Linked DNA regions of Sus scrofa: region 2 is linked to region 1. Evidence: chromatin contacts called from public promoter capture Hi-C data. All regions are on one chromosome and are shown on one strand. The core of a region is the stretch at or near the end of the contact, and the rest is flanking DNA. Distances in the headings are between cores, read along the strand shown. Region 1 holds the start of RNF115 (E3 ubiquitin-protein ligase RNF115). Region 2 holds the start of ACP6 (lysophosphatidic acid phosphatase type 6).

The links. Promoter capture Hi-C pulls out the DNA fragments that hold promoters and counts their contacts.
Region 2: a promoter capture Hi-C map of liver shows a contact between it and region 1, with 6 times the contacts expected there. The contact joins the promoter of ACP6 here to the promoter of RNF115 in region 1. A contact is called at or near these places in 1 of 5 promoter capture datasets (liver) and 1 of 47 Hi-C or Micro-C datasets (embryonic fibroblasts).

What each region holds. Positions count from the first base shown.
Region 1 is chr4:99,490,390-99,497,527 of Sscrofa11.1, forward strand. RNF115 (E3 ubiquitin-protein ligase RNF115) reads left to right here and starts at 2,783. Exons shown (of 9, transcript XM_003481472.4): 1 at 2,783-3,412. The coding sequence starts at 3,311. POLR3C (DNA-directed RNA polymerase III subunit RPC3) reads right to left here and starts at 3,748. Exons shown (of 15, transcript XM_021089946.1): 1 at 2,827-3,748; 2 at 1,647-1,813; 3 at 864-1,119; 4 at 568-753. The coding sequence starts at 1,793.
Region 2 is chr4:99,926,758-99,933,895 of Sscrofa11.1, forward strand. It overlaps ACP6 (lysophosphatidic acid phosphatase type 6), which reads left to right and starts at 3,586. Exons shown (of 10, transcript XM_001928346.6): 1 at 3,586-4,282. The coding sequence starts at 4,064.

The DNA of each region.
Region 1 (7,138 bases), core at 1,533-4,032:
AACCCCCAGATAAATCTGGTCCCCCATTATATATTTTCACTTATTTATTTTTTAATTTTAATTTTTTTTATTTTTTGTCTTTATAGGGCCGTACCTGCGGCATATGAAGGTTCCCAGGCTAGAGGTCTAATCGGAGCTGTAGCAACTCGGGATCCAGGCTGTGTCTGTGACCTACACCACAGCTCATGGCAATGCCAGATCCTTAATCCACCGAGCAAGGCCAGGGATTGAATCTGCAACCTCATGGTTCCTAGCTGGATTTGTTTCCACTGCACCACAACGCACCCATTATATATTTTCATAACGCCCCATACTTTTCCTTCATAATACCTATCACAGTTTGTCAGTCATTCATCTGTGAGGCTATTTGATTAATGGAAGCCTCCTCTACAAGACTTATATCCCGTGAGGGCAGGGACCATAATGGGTTTTTTTGCATGACTTTATACCACAGTAACTGGCATAGAGTAAATCCTCGGTAACTGCTTACTGATTCATTCATTCATTCAACAATCACTGAGGAAGAATATACCATTAGTTACAGTTCTAGGGGTCAAAATTCCTTACCTATCAAGCTCAGTTTAGGAACCAGGTACATGTCCTTTTCATTGATGACAAGATTAGGGGCAGGTGGCAATGGCCCAGGGTCTGAATTCTCAGTGGCAGGCACCAAGGGGCAACGCTGCACGAAGTGTGTGTCTGCTAGTCGCACAAATGTGTTCGATACCTCAGCATAGTCCATGGTCTTGCCATCTGTACAACAGGAGGAAAGAGGCAGGTGAGATGGCCTCAGACAGCTAAGGGGCCACTCCTGCAGCCAGCCAATCTATGCTTTTGCTAACAGCTGTGGGTACAGTACTGACCCTCCATAGTCTCTGTGAGCCGATCTGCTACTTTCTTCACAACAGCTGACATTGTCATTTTGCCGTTCAACAGCAGCTCCTCAACAATCAGCTCTCCAGTGTCACTGTACAGCGTTTTGGCAGTATAGATGTACCGGGGATACCTAAGCATTCGCAACACCCGGCTGCACTGGGCTTCATACTCCACCACACCACGTTTGTGCACTTGATATATCACCAGGTTATGCTGGATGAGGACACAAAGGGCTTTTTTAACCTAGAGAGGACACAAAAGAAAGAGAAAAAAAAATTGGAAAATGCAGTTCATTATTGTTGGCAATTTCTGTCCAACAATTTACTAAACTTCAGGAGATGGCTGGAACCTCCGTGCATCTTCTCTCTCTCCATTGGAATAGCTGTTAAGAATCGCATTGTTCATCTTATGAAGAAATCAGGAGGATTCCTAGCTCATATTTCCTCTGATCTTTATCTTACAAAGTACAACTTACTTGCTCTCTGTTACTGCCATTCCTTAAAGGTAGTGCTGAAATTAATAGACTCATCATGCATGAATGAAGTATGGCAAATGAAAAGCACAGGTTTGCCTAAGAAGCCACAGTGAGCCAGATCGCTTTGAGAAGCAGAACCTTAGGCACTATGTCTCATCCTCTCTCCCTCCCAATGACACTGTTCTGATCTCAGTGTAGCTCTCTTTTGTATTTTGTGGGGTGGGGAGTAGTAATATTCAAGGGTAGGTAAAGGAAACTAATGAAATAAAAGCAAATTAGTGTGATCCAAACATACCTGATCCAGCGATGTTCTTGTGTCATGGGCAATAACTCTTAGTGGCTGGCTGCCAGTTCTGATTAGGTGGACTCCAATTTTTTCTACAATCTCTCCAAAATGCTCTTGCAGCAATAAAGAACACAGTTTAATTTCTGCTTGAGTCATTGTACTGAGAAGTCTCAGACCTGAGAAAAGAAAAGAAAAGAAAAGAAAAAATAGCACGATGGGAAGTTTTTCTTTTATGTTGGAGTAGAGCTGCTAAGTGTAAATTCATGTACTTTTTGGAGGGCAACTTGACAGTAGATACGTCAAAAGCCTTAAAATCTTGCATATCTTTGACCTAATACTTTTGCTTTGGCTATTTTGTTTCAAGCGAATAATAATGATGTCACTTTAGAATACTGACATTCCAGAAACAATATAATATCTAACAATACGGGATTATTTCAATAAATTATGGTAGACTCATACAATGGCATACTACGTCTATGTTTACAATGAAGTGTAACATGTATTAGTGTACAAAATTGTTCATTAAGTGAAAGAAGCAGGTTACAAAGCAAAATGTAGAAGAAACTTAAATTATTGTGAAAAAAAAACCCCCTTTTTTCTTATAGGTATAAGAAAAAAAAGACTGCAAGACAATATATCAAACTTATCCTTATGGGATGTACGAGTCCAATTTTCTTTAAATATCGTGTGTAGATGATTTTATTTGGAGGAATTAAGGACACTATTCACAGCCTATTGGGAGTGAACAGGAAGTGTCATTCCCAATCCGTAAGAAATGACAACTTTGCAAAATAAATTAGGAGCGTCTCAACAGAGTGTTTCAAACAACAGATGAAGCATGTTGTTGGCAGGGCAGTATTCTGAAATTTCTACTCCTTGACAAAGTAGACACAAAAAGAAACAAACATAGTTGACTATAAAATCACTTGTTGTCATAAGTGCTACCACACACTGGTCTGTTCATTTATTTCTCCCAATCCCTCAGAAGCCAAGACTGTGTCTTTCAGTCTCAGTATTCCCACTCACAGGTCTTTGGGGAAGTATCCCCAGACCATCTGCCATCCTTGATAAGGATTTCCAAGGAACCTGGCTCCTGATTCTACACTTCCTTCCCCCAGGTTCCGGTTCCGGACTGGGTCCCTGGGTCTAGAGAAACGGCCTCATTCAGACCGCATTTTCCACTAACCTCTGGGTCAATGCAATCTAAAGCCGCCGCCGACCTCGTGCGGCTCCAGCCAGCGGCTCGAGCAGAAGGCACCCCAAGGCCCTTTTGCGCAGGAGCCCGGCCAACGAGGAGGGTCAGCAAAGAGGAAAAACGTGTGCCGCTCTACCCCAGCGTTTCGGTGGTTTCCGGGGACGCTCTTGCTTCCTTCTCGCTGGGAGGTTGGAGGACCGGCGAGGGGTGTTAGAGGAGCCGGCGGGAGGGCAGCGCCGGACGGACTCTCCTTCCTGTAGCTCTTTGGTGCCGGGAGGCGGGCCGTGGGGTCGCCGTCCTCGCCGACGCCTTGTGGGCCGGGCGGGCTCACGTGACCCGCGCGGACTCTGGAGCGGCCAGCTGCGCTGAAGAAGCGGCGGCGGCGGAGGCAGAGGCGTCTCTTGTAGCCGGGAGGTAGCGGCCTGGGGAGCGACGGGCCGGCTGCCCTCTCGGACGGCGGCGCCGGGAGAGAAAAATGGCGGAGGCCTCGGCGGCCGGGGCCGGCGCAGGCGCCGCTGTTGCCGCGCACCGGTTTTTCTGCCACTTTTGCAAGGGCGAGGTCAGCCCCAAACTACCGGTAAGAGTGTGTGTCCTCTGCACGCCAGCGTCCGCGTGGGTTCCTCGTCCGGATGTCCCAGAACGGCGCTTAGGCTTCCCGCACAGCCCCGACTCCCCTGACATGGGTATCCCAGGTACCTGCTGCCCACTGTCTCCTAAACCCCGGGCGTCCGGGCTGTGTGGCTCAGTAACTCCCGCCCAGCCTTTTTTCCATTCGGATGCTCCACCTGTCCCTCACTCTTTCCCCTTTTTACCTGCCCTCTATTATTTTTTTTTTCCTGGTTTTCCTTAGCAAGTTTTCTGCTGACCCCCTCCTCTCCGTTTTCTTACATTCTTCTTCACCTTGTCTCTTTCCACAATGACCTCCCCCCCCCTTCCGCTGTTGCTTCTCATCTTTATTTCCTTTTCCACTTTTCATCAGATCTCCCCTTCCACTATCCTCATTGAAGCAATATAGCGGATTGCTGAGGATTGTCTTTATTCATTGTCTCTAGGGAAGGAGGGAAGAAAGCGGGGCGGGGGGGGGAGGGAGGGTTGGAAGGTAACTGGGCAGAGAGGGGGATTTTACTCTTCAGGGGTTTCCAGCGTTCTTGTGAAAGTGAAAACAGCGGTGTACTAATGACTTGCGGACTGCGATCCCAATCACTGTCGAAGGAAATGGCTTTAGGAAGAAGGCAGAACATATTCTTTCAACTCTCTTATTTTGGTTGTCATGCTGCCAGTATCTTTAGCACCACCTGCCTTACCCGCCCCTCCTTCCCCTCCCCCATTCTCTCTCTTCACTTAGTGAGAAGATCTAGGACAGAATGTTGGGGACTGCATCCTCTGACGTAAAATTGGTTTTCGTCAGTTTCTGCCAGACTGTGTTAGCCCCTAGAGAGGTAGTGCTGTTGGCTGTGGAAAAAAAGTGCTTCTGCAGCATGCTTGCCAGCTATTGCACCCCAAGCCCAGAGGCTGTTTTAGGTTGAGTTACTACTGCAGGGAGATCCACCAGGGTGAATGTTAATCCTACCTTTGGCCAACCATCTTTAGAACTAGTTATGGTTGTTCTTTTCCTTAGAAGTATCTTTGTTCAGCCTTAAGAGGGTGTCTGTGTAACTACTTATCTCAGTGTTTATAGTGTCTCAGATACAATCTGTGAGAAAGCCTATTAAAGTGTGTCTCTGTGTCTTAGTTCTTAGAAACACCAGTGGAGTCCAGTGAAAAGTGCCTAAACAGTATTTTAGCCTTTTCACTTGAGTTGTGCTTTTTCAGGCTTTTGCTGTATTTTCTTTCTTCTCTATTTGCCCCACCCCTAACTTCATGGTCGTAGTTTCATCTACACGCTCTTTTAGTTTTGCTTGGATGATTTGGCTGTGTGTCTGTGTCTGTGTGCTTTTTGCTATACTTCAGTGCTGAGAAGAGCAGGTGCCGTGGCTTGTTTGTTTGTTTGTTTGTTTTTCCAGTGGACATTGGAGGCTCCAGAACTCTTCCTTACCACAGAGAGGGAGTCTGGAATTCAGCCAGTGCATGTGTGATGAGTGACATGTTGAATGTGATGCCCTAATGAACAGTGAGGCCTTGGCTATTCTGATCTTTAAGTTGCTGTTCACCGTTTGCCTTTGAGAGTGAGAAAACAGTCTAACTTTCCTCCACTTACTGTATCTTTTCTCCCTACCATCTCAAGTCCTCACTTCAAAGTGCTCTTGAAAAGGGCTCATTTGAAAGACTTTTTAGGTGTTTTTCTAAGCCTTAGTTTGATGCCTGGAGGAGAAGTCATTGATCTTTCTAGTCTGATTTATTATCTGTCATGCCTGATTTGTAAATTGAGGCATAACACTTTTAAGTGTAACGGAATACTTCCCTGCAGACATACAAGGTTCTCAACTGAAGGTCCTGGAGGTAATACTGAGGAATATATGGTTTCTGCTCTTAAGCACCTCACAGTATTGTTAAAAGTAATAACCAAGGTGAATGAGGATGGATAATATGTGCTTTAGAATTCAGAGGGAGGTGTTGGTGATATGAGGTTGGGAAGAAGTGACAAACAAAATGTGATTTAAATTTGAGTTTTTTTTTGTTTTTTTTTTTTTTTTTCTGCGTCCAAGGTGTGTGGAAATTCCCTGACCAGGGATCTAACCTGTGCCACAGCAGTGACAATGCCAAATCCTTAACTGCTGGGCCACTAGGGAACTCCTAAATTGAGTTTTGAAGGATAGGTAGAATTCAGATTGAGGACAATAGCATAGACCGAGTTAGAAAAGGAAGAGTGAGTTGAGGAAGAAAGGAGAAACCTTTAGTAAATCATTGTTGCTATGCATATTTATTTATTTATTTATTTATTTATTGCCTTGCCATCTTGAAAATGTCATCTTAAAAATGTTGGTTGTAAGAATGATCAGGTTAGTAAGTGGCTGATTCAGTATATCTCTTTCTCTGCTTCTGAAAAACCAACTCAACACTGGTTAGTCAGTAATGATTTTTGTGTATGTAGGACAACACTGAAGAGGGCTTTTTTTTTTTTTTTTTTTTTTTTTTTTGCCTTTTTTTGTCTTTTTAGGACCATACCCGTGACATATGGAAGTTCCCAGGCTAGGGGTCCAGTCGGAGCTGTAGCTGTCAGCCTATGCCACAGCCACAGCAACGCAGGATATGAGCTGAGTCTGCAACCTACACCATAGCTCATCGCAACGCCAGATCCTTAACCCACTAAGTGAGACCAGGAATCAAACCCGAGTCCTCATGGATCCTAGTCAGGTTCGTTAACCACTGAGCCATGATGGGAACTCTGAAAAGTTTTAAAAATAATTTTTTTTTTTTTTTTTGGCCACACCTGTGGCATGCGGAAGTTCCAGTACCAGGGATCAAACCCTCTCCACTGCAGCAACCTGAGCCACTGCAGTGACAACACTGTAACCTGCTGAGCCACCAGGTAACTCCTTAATAATATTTTTTTGGTATAACTTGAGATTCCTTCATTGTAAGTATGCAGCATACATTAGGTATGCATTGTTTCTTGTGCTGGATCAGTGTTGGGTGAAACCTGGTTGTCTTTCTGTGGATAGCCAGACCTAGGCTATCTAGAATGAAGTTTTTCTTGTCTGGAGTTAATTTACATCTCAAGGAGGTACTTAACTCTGGTGGTCACTAGATCCCTTACCCATGAGTGTTGTCCTTTGGGAGCACCAGAGGCTGGCATTGAATTTTACATCCGCTCTTCATGAGCTGTCACTGGGTAGGTTTCTTCACCCAGTCAGTGGGAGGGGACTGCTTCGGAGCCCTCTCATCTCTGGCCAATTTACTCACCACATAGAGTTGTAATTGTGTTCTGTGGCACTAGGTTGCAAGGTTTTACAACTCTTATTTCTTCTCTCCCTTCCCCGTTCTCTAGGTTATAGCACCTCCTGATACATTCAGAAGTATGTGCAGGCAATAACAGTAGCTTGCTCAGCGTTCATCCCTGAAACGGTTTTTGTTTATTGTTTTTCTTGTCACTCCTACTCCTCTGAAAGATTCATATTAGCTAACTTTAATGTCTGCGTTAAAAAAATAATTTTGGTTATAACTTCTGAGAGCGGTAGAGTTATGTCTAATGCTTTGTAGGTTTAGCTGCAACGAGAACTCCCTAAACTTGGACTTTAAAAGAAGAGATTTGGGAGTTCCTGTCATGGCTCAGTGGAGACGAAGCTGACTCGAATCCATGAGGACACAGGTTTGATCCCTGGCCTCACTCAGTGGTGACTCCTAGTCTGGGAACCTCCACATG
Region 2 (7,138 bases), core at 2,336-4,835, 440 kb after region 1:
ATGAGGTGGTATCTCATGGTGGTTTTGATTTGCATTTCTCTTATAATCAGCGATGTTGAGCATTTTTTCATGTGTTTGTTGGCCATCTGTATATCTTCTTTGGAGAAATGTCTATTCAGGTCTTTTGCCCATTTTTCCATTGATTGATTGGTTTTTTTGCTGTTGGGTTGTATAAGTTGCTTGTATATTCTAGAGATTAAGCCCTTGTCAGTTGCATCATTTGAAACTATTTTCTCCCATTCTGTAAGTTGTCTTTTTGTTTTCTTTTTGGTTTCCTTTGCTGTGCAAAAGCTTTTCAGTTTGATGAGGTCCCATGGGTTTATTTTTGCTCTAATTTCTATTGCTTTGGGAGACTGACCTGAGAAAATATTCATGATGTTGATGTCAGAGAGTGTTTTGCCTATGTTTTCTTCTAGGAGTTTGATGGTGTCCTGTCGTATATTTAAGTCTTTCAGCCATTTGGAGTTTATTTTTGTGCATGGTGTGAGGGTGTGTTCTAGTTTCATTGCTTTGCATGTTGCTGTCCAGGTTTCCCAGCAATGCTTGCTGAATAGACTTTCTTTGTCCCATTTTATGTTCTTGCCTCCCTTGTCAAAGATTAACTGACCATAGGTGTCAGGGTTTATTTCTGGATTCTCTATTCTGTTCCATTGGTCTGTCTGTCTGTTTTGGTACCAGTACCACACTGTTTTGATGACTGTGGCTTTGTAGTATTTCTTGAAGTCTGGGAGAGTTATGCCTCCTGCTTGGTTTTTGTTTCTCAGGATTGCTTTGGCAATTCTGGGTCTTTTGTGGTTCCATATAAATGTTTGGATTGTTTGTTCTAGTTCTGTGAACAGAAATCTATTGTTAAGACATCTCCAGCACTGCTCCCCACCTCAAGCACACACATGTGTCCTGGTGGCACAAGCTCATACAAGGGAAAGGTGTTTCTCATGATGCCTGAGGCTGCCAGGGTGCAGGGTGTGGACTAGGATGGCCTGTCCATTACAAAGAAGGGCATGGCGCCCAGATGCCAACATTATATTGCCTTGAAACTCCTCTGATGTGCTGGCACTACCAGGGCTGCTGAAGCTGCTCACACACCAGGGCCTCCCACACTAAAGTTACACCACGTTTTCCTTCAACTGCAGAGAACAGCTTTCCCCACTGAGGTTACATTTCATCACACAAGTTCTGAAGCAGTGTGTCTGGTGCTCCTGATAACCTTACCTAGACTAGAAAAAATGCTTTCGGGTTTTGATTTTTTGTGTGTTTTTGCTTTTTAGGGCCGTACCCGCAGCATATGGAGGTTCCCAGGCTAGGGGTCATATCAGAGCTGTAGCTGCTGGCCTATGCCACAACCACAGCAATGCAAAATCTGTGCCAAGTCTGCGACCTACACCATGGCTCATGGCAACCCTGGTCCTTAACCCACTGAGCGAGGCCAGGCATCAAACCTGTGTCCTCATGGATGCTAGTCAGATTCGTTAACCACTGAGCCATGATGGGATCTCCCGCTTTCAGTTTGTAATGCTATCAAGACACACAATCAAACTCTGGGAATGGGCTGGGCCAGGGCAAAAACTGTGACAATGTGCAGTGTGCCACAATGACCCTTCCTGACAGTAGGACATTCAGAAGTTTCTAGTTGGTGAACAAGTTTAGACTCGGTTCAGGAGCCTTTCTCCATAAATGCCCTCACATCTGGCCCAGTTTGACTCAAGGATCGAATTTGAATGATGACAGAACTGGTTGGATGTTGTTAAAAAGAAAACCACAGTTCCCAAATGATGTCACTTGTGCTAAAGCTCAGATACCAAATCCAGCTTTAGTATGTAGGTTTAGTACCTATATCTAATTGCACAAGTAAGGTAATCTCTCACACAGTCCCTTTCAATCATTTCTTTCATTCCCCACCTTCCAAAAGGCAATCTGCATGATAAAACCCTTGCCTCTCCCTTTCTCTGCCCCCCTTCCCAGAAGTCCCAGCCTAAACCATAAACCTTTCTTTTCTTTTATTAGTACCTTCTTGCCCTACCCTCCTCCAGCCTATTAAAAATCTTTCATTTTGTACAACTCTCCCTAGTGCTCTTCTGGTTGCAAGAAGGAATGCTACCCAACTTACAAAGAGTTTAAGCCAATTAAATCTTCAAATTTACTCAGTTGAATTTTTTTTTTTTTTTTTAGGGCCACACTTGAGGCATATGGAAGTTCCCAGCATACAAACAGAGCCACAGCTGCTGGCCTACACCACAGCCATAGTCACAGCCACAGTCACGCAGGATCTGAGCCACGTCTGTGACCTGCACCATAGCTCACTGAAAGGCCAGATTCCCCCACCCACTGAACGAGGCTGGAGATGGAACCCATATCCTCATGGATACTAGTTGGATGTGTTTCTGCTGAGCCACAACAGACACTTCCGATTTTTTTTTTTTTTTTTTTTTTTTGTCTTTTTGCCATTTCTTGGGCCACTCCCGTGGCATATGGAGGTTCCCAGGCTAGGGGTCTAATCGGAGCTGTAGCCACCGGCCTACACCAGAGCCACAGCAACGCGGGATCCGAGCCGCGTCTGCGACCTTCACCACAGCTCACGGCAACGCTGGATCGTTAACCCACTGAACAAGGGCAGGGATCAAACCCTCAACCTCATGGTTCTTAGTCGGATTCGTTAACCACTGCGCCACAAAGGGCGCACAACTTGACTTTTGTCTTGAGATGGACACAGATGGTTTGATTGTGCCCTGTTGGAAAGTTCAGGAACAAAGGCCTGGGGCAGCTGTATATCCATGAAAAACCATACTGGCAAGTGGTTAAGGTTAGCTAAGGTGCTTAGTCTCTGGGACATCTGCAGGCAAGGCTTGGATTTTTTCCTCAAGAAATATTCTGGATGTAAGTAAACACATCAGTGAGCTTGAAGTTCTATAGGTTGGCAAAGATTTAAGCCTCTTTAAACATAGAAGGAGGGGGGAAGTTCCTGCTGTGGCTCAGAGATTAAGAACCTGACTGTTATCCATGAGGATGCAAGTTCCATCCCTGGCCTCACTCAGTGGGTTAAGGATCCTGTGTTGCCTTGAGCTGTGGTGTAGGTCACAGGTGCGGCTAGGATCCTGCGTGGCTGTGGCTGTGGCTTAGGTGGGCAGATACAGCTCCAATTAGACCCCTAGCCTGAAACTTCCATATGCCGTGACTACGGCCCTGAAAAGAAAAAAAAAAAAAAAAAAAGACAGTAAATGAAAATTATATATAAAGCGCCTAGTGTCGCCCTTTGCAAATATAAGTAGGTGTCTTGTCTCGTTAACTCAGGAACCCCAACTTCCAAGACTACAAGGAAGTCTTCTACACTCCCTAGGCTCAAAAATAGATCCTTTCCACTACCCAATCCTACCCATCTTCACGTTTTCCTACCCTAATTGCCCGACAAACTCGCGGATTCACTCCCACACACTGAAAACCTAGTCCTGGAGAGTTCCAACGAGCCGGCTTCAGGGGCGAGGCCTTCTGCCCAATGCGGAGGAAAATACCTCCCAGGGAGGGCCCGCGGCGCGCAGCCTTGTGGGAGTTGTAGTTCTAGGAACTCAGAGCCCCCGGACAGACGTCACCGCGGGACTCGTTTCCCGTGCTCCTCGGCGCGGGTCCACTTGGGGCAGGTTCCTGAGTGGGTGAGATAACGAGTGGAAGCTTATAGAAAAGTGGAGTCACTGCAGTCGAGGAACTCACGGCTGGTTCCTGTCATTTAAAGAATACTAGACGCCAAACTTGCAATACAAGTTTAAGGGCGAAAGATGAGCTAAGCTCCCGCCTGTCCATTTTGCGGCAGCAGCGGCCAAGCCCGACCCGGGTTAAAATTCCCGGGGAGTCTTCGCTGCTCACAGCTCCTCTTCTTACTCCACTCTCCCACTCGGGGTCCCCTTCAGGGCTGGGAGTCTCAGCGGTCTCAGATTGGTGTCGGGGGTGGGCGGATGTGCTCTCCCGCCGACTCCCGGGAACTTGGGGGAGGCCGCTGAGCCCCGTCGCCCGCGGAAGACTTGCGTTCGCTTTCTGCACCCTCACCCGGGAGGGCAACCCAGGGGATTCCACCATGATCTCCGGTCTCTTCAGGGTGCGCCTGTGGGCCCCAGTGGGCGTCTTCACGTCGCTGGTACATTGTCTCCACCAGCGGCGGGTGGCCCTGGCCGAGCTGCGGGGGGCGGACGACCAAAAGGCAGTCGACCAAAGCTTGCTGGAGCTGAAAATGGTGCAAGTCGTGTTTCGACACGGGGCGCGGAGTCCTCTCAAGCCGCTCCCGCAGGAGGAGCAGGTGAGAAATCGGCGGGGCTGATGGAGGCAAGGACTGTGTGGCCAAGCCGTGGCGGGCCAGGCACTTCGCCCCAACACGAGCTTTTGGAATTTTATTCTCATGCAGCGGGGGTTCGGACTGGGTCCAGATGAACGGAAGATAGTTTGAACAAAGGTGCTGGTGCCCTCTGTCCCCAGCCCTCTGGGGCCCTCTGATTGTAGGGCAGTCCTGGGAACTTAAAGTTATGTCCCTGATGGCTGTGATGTATAGCACAGCCTCCTGAAGTGTGTATAAATCGCCTAGGAATCTTGTTAAAATGCAGATTCTGATTCAGCAGGTGCTGGATAGGGCCTGAGATTCTGCATTCTAATAAGTATTTGCGTGAACTTGAGTACAAGTGACTTGTGTGACCATTTTGACAATTTGTCAGAGAGTGAGTTGCAAGGAACTTTGTGACAGGAACAACCCTAACTGAAATAAGAGTGGATAACAGAGGTTAATATCTTTGGGAATAGATTTTACTTCAGCCTTCTCTCAGGGTTTGCTGGAGACCATTTGCGATCCCTTGAATCAGGTTCTTCGGTAACAAGTGCTGTATCTTGAGGCTCATTTTGGGCTTCTAAATCTATTGTACAAGGAATCAGAGGTAGAAAAAAAATTAAAAAGTATTAGTCTTGTGGCTTTGTTTTGAAATGTGCCTGATTTTGGTCAGGATAATTATGATTAAAACACAAATTGTTTTTAAGATGATTATGTTTTCTGGATTTGATTCTTGGGGAAAGCCAGTAAAGATCTCTTGGCCTTTCATAGCAGCAGGCCTGGAGTTAAATAATTGTCTTCCTATTGAAGATAAATAGGCAATCTGAAATCCCCAGGCATCTAGGTGTCAAACTTACCTGTGAGGTGTTTTTGCTTTGTTGCTTCTCCAGGTTGATGTTGGGGCAAGTTCAACAAGATATCCAGACGTAATATTGGATATACTCATGATGATAGTTGCTTTAAGAAACCCTTAGAGTTGTGTCCTCCCATTGTACAACCAAAAATCCAATTTTTAAAGCTGGCTGCACATGAAATCAGACCTCTACAGCACTTCCCATGTACATAAATAAATTTTGGTCTGCACTTTATTCTATTATCAGGTTTCTAGTTAGCTTTATACCAAATTCTTTATGGTACCAGAATTCCTTCCCTTGTCTTTCCCTTCCTTCTTTCTTTTCTTTTTCTTTTCCTTTTCCCTTCCTTCCTTCCTCTCTCTCTTTCTCTTCCTTTCTTCCTACCTTTCTTTCTTTCTTTCTTAGATGCTTGGATCTTTTCTCAGTCCCTTACTTTGCCTTTTATATTAGGTCATGAAATTTTCCTTACGGTTTTGTGCCTCGCCTGTCTCTTGTGTACTCCCCTTTCTTCTCCATTTATTCTCTGTGTAGAAAGGCTATATGAAAAAATAACATATAGGAATAGAAGACAAAGTTATCAGTGGTAGCAGAGAATAAAAGTCTGACTGTCTATGCCTGGACCTCCTATGTATAGTATATGTACTCCCTTCCGGGGAAAATGATTTAGATTCTTTTGGGGCCTTCTCCTGAGCCACAGGGTGTGTGATGGATATCTTCTGCCTTTATGTTAGAAGGGGCAGTTGTAGCTCAGGTAGAATGTCAGCTTCATTTGTCTTTTTTAGTTACAAAATATAGAGCATCTGAGTTCTCAGTTTCATTTTGCAGTTAGGTAGGGCACATTACCCTTCTTGCCTGCTCACATTCTCCAGACTTTAGGAAGATGCATTAAAAATCTTTGATTATCTTGTATAAAGTCTTGTGCATAAAAGTTGGTGTAGAACCAACTCTTGTTCAACTTAGACTGTGAGTAGTTTCTGAATGTTCTTGTTCAGGTTTTTTGTTTTTTTGTTTTTTTCAGGCTCCAATTTGATAAAGGTTGTTAATGAGATTTTCTAATCTTCCTGGTTCTGGTATTAATTATACTCAGTAAGGCAACAATTCTAAAACTAAAATTGCCTTCGATAGAGGTTTCCAGGCTTCTGACTGGTTGATAGATGAACATATGTGACAAGTCACTCCATTCAGTTATCTCACAAATCCTCAGAAAATATTATTTTTTAAAACTAGATGTTTTACTGAGTTGTTTTCTTATGGCTTGAATGGTTGTGGAATTAAACTGACTTCATCAGAGTATTGTATCTTTGCCCCGGAAATAAAGCTCTGATGGAGTTCCCGTTCTGACTAGTATCCATGAGGAAGTGGGTTAGATCCCTGGCCTCACTCAGGGGGTCAGAGATCCGGTGTTGCTGTGAGCTGTGGTGTAGGTTGCAGACATGGCTCAGAGCTGGCATTGCTATGGCTGTGGCATAGGCCAGCAGCTGTAGCTTGGATTCAACTCCTAGCCTGGGAACTTCCGTATGCTGCAGATACAGCCCTAAAAAGGGGGGAAAAAAAAAGTAAAGCTCTGGAACTTGATTGGCCATTTTTTCTGATCATTACATTAGATCCAAGTAAACTTTCAAAAGATACATTTGGCCCTGCTCTCAGATTGCCCTCAGCTCCTCTCTATATGATGGTAAGATGGCCCCCAACCCAGGCAGATTCCTGTTTTTATAAAATAAAATCCAACCACCCTAGCACCACTGTTCATGAAGACATGTGGGTCCATATTTGTTTGATAGTGCAGATGAGCTGGAAAGAATGATGCCAGATGGGCTGGAAGGGATAATATCAGTCTCATTATTGATTAATACTTATCCAAACTCAGCTAAAAGAAGCAGTTTTCAGAAAGAATTACATGAAGGATATGCCAGTTGGTCCATTCATCCCTGTGCAGTGGTGGTTCTTAATCTTGGTGGGACATTGGACTCAACTGGGGAGCTTT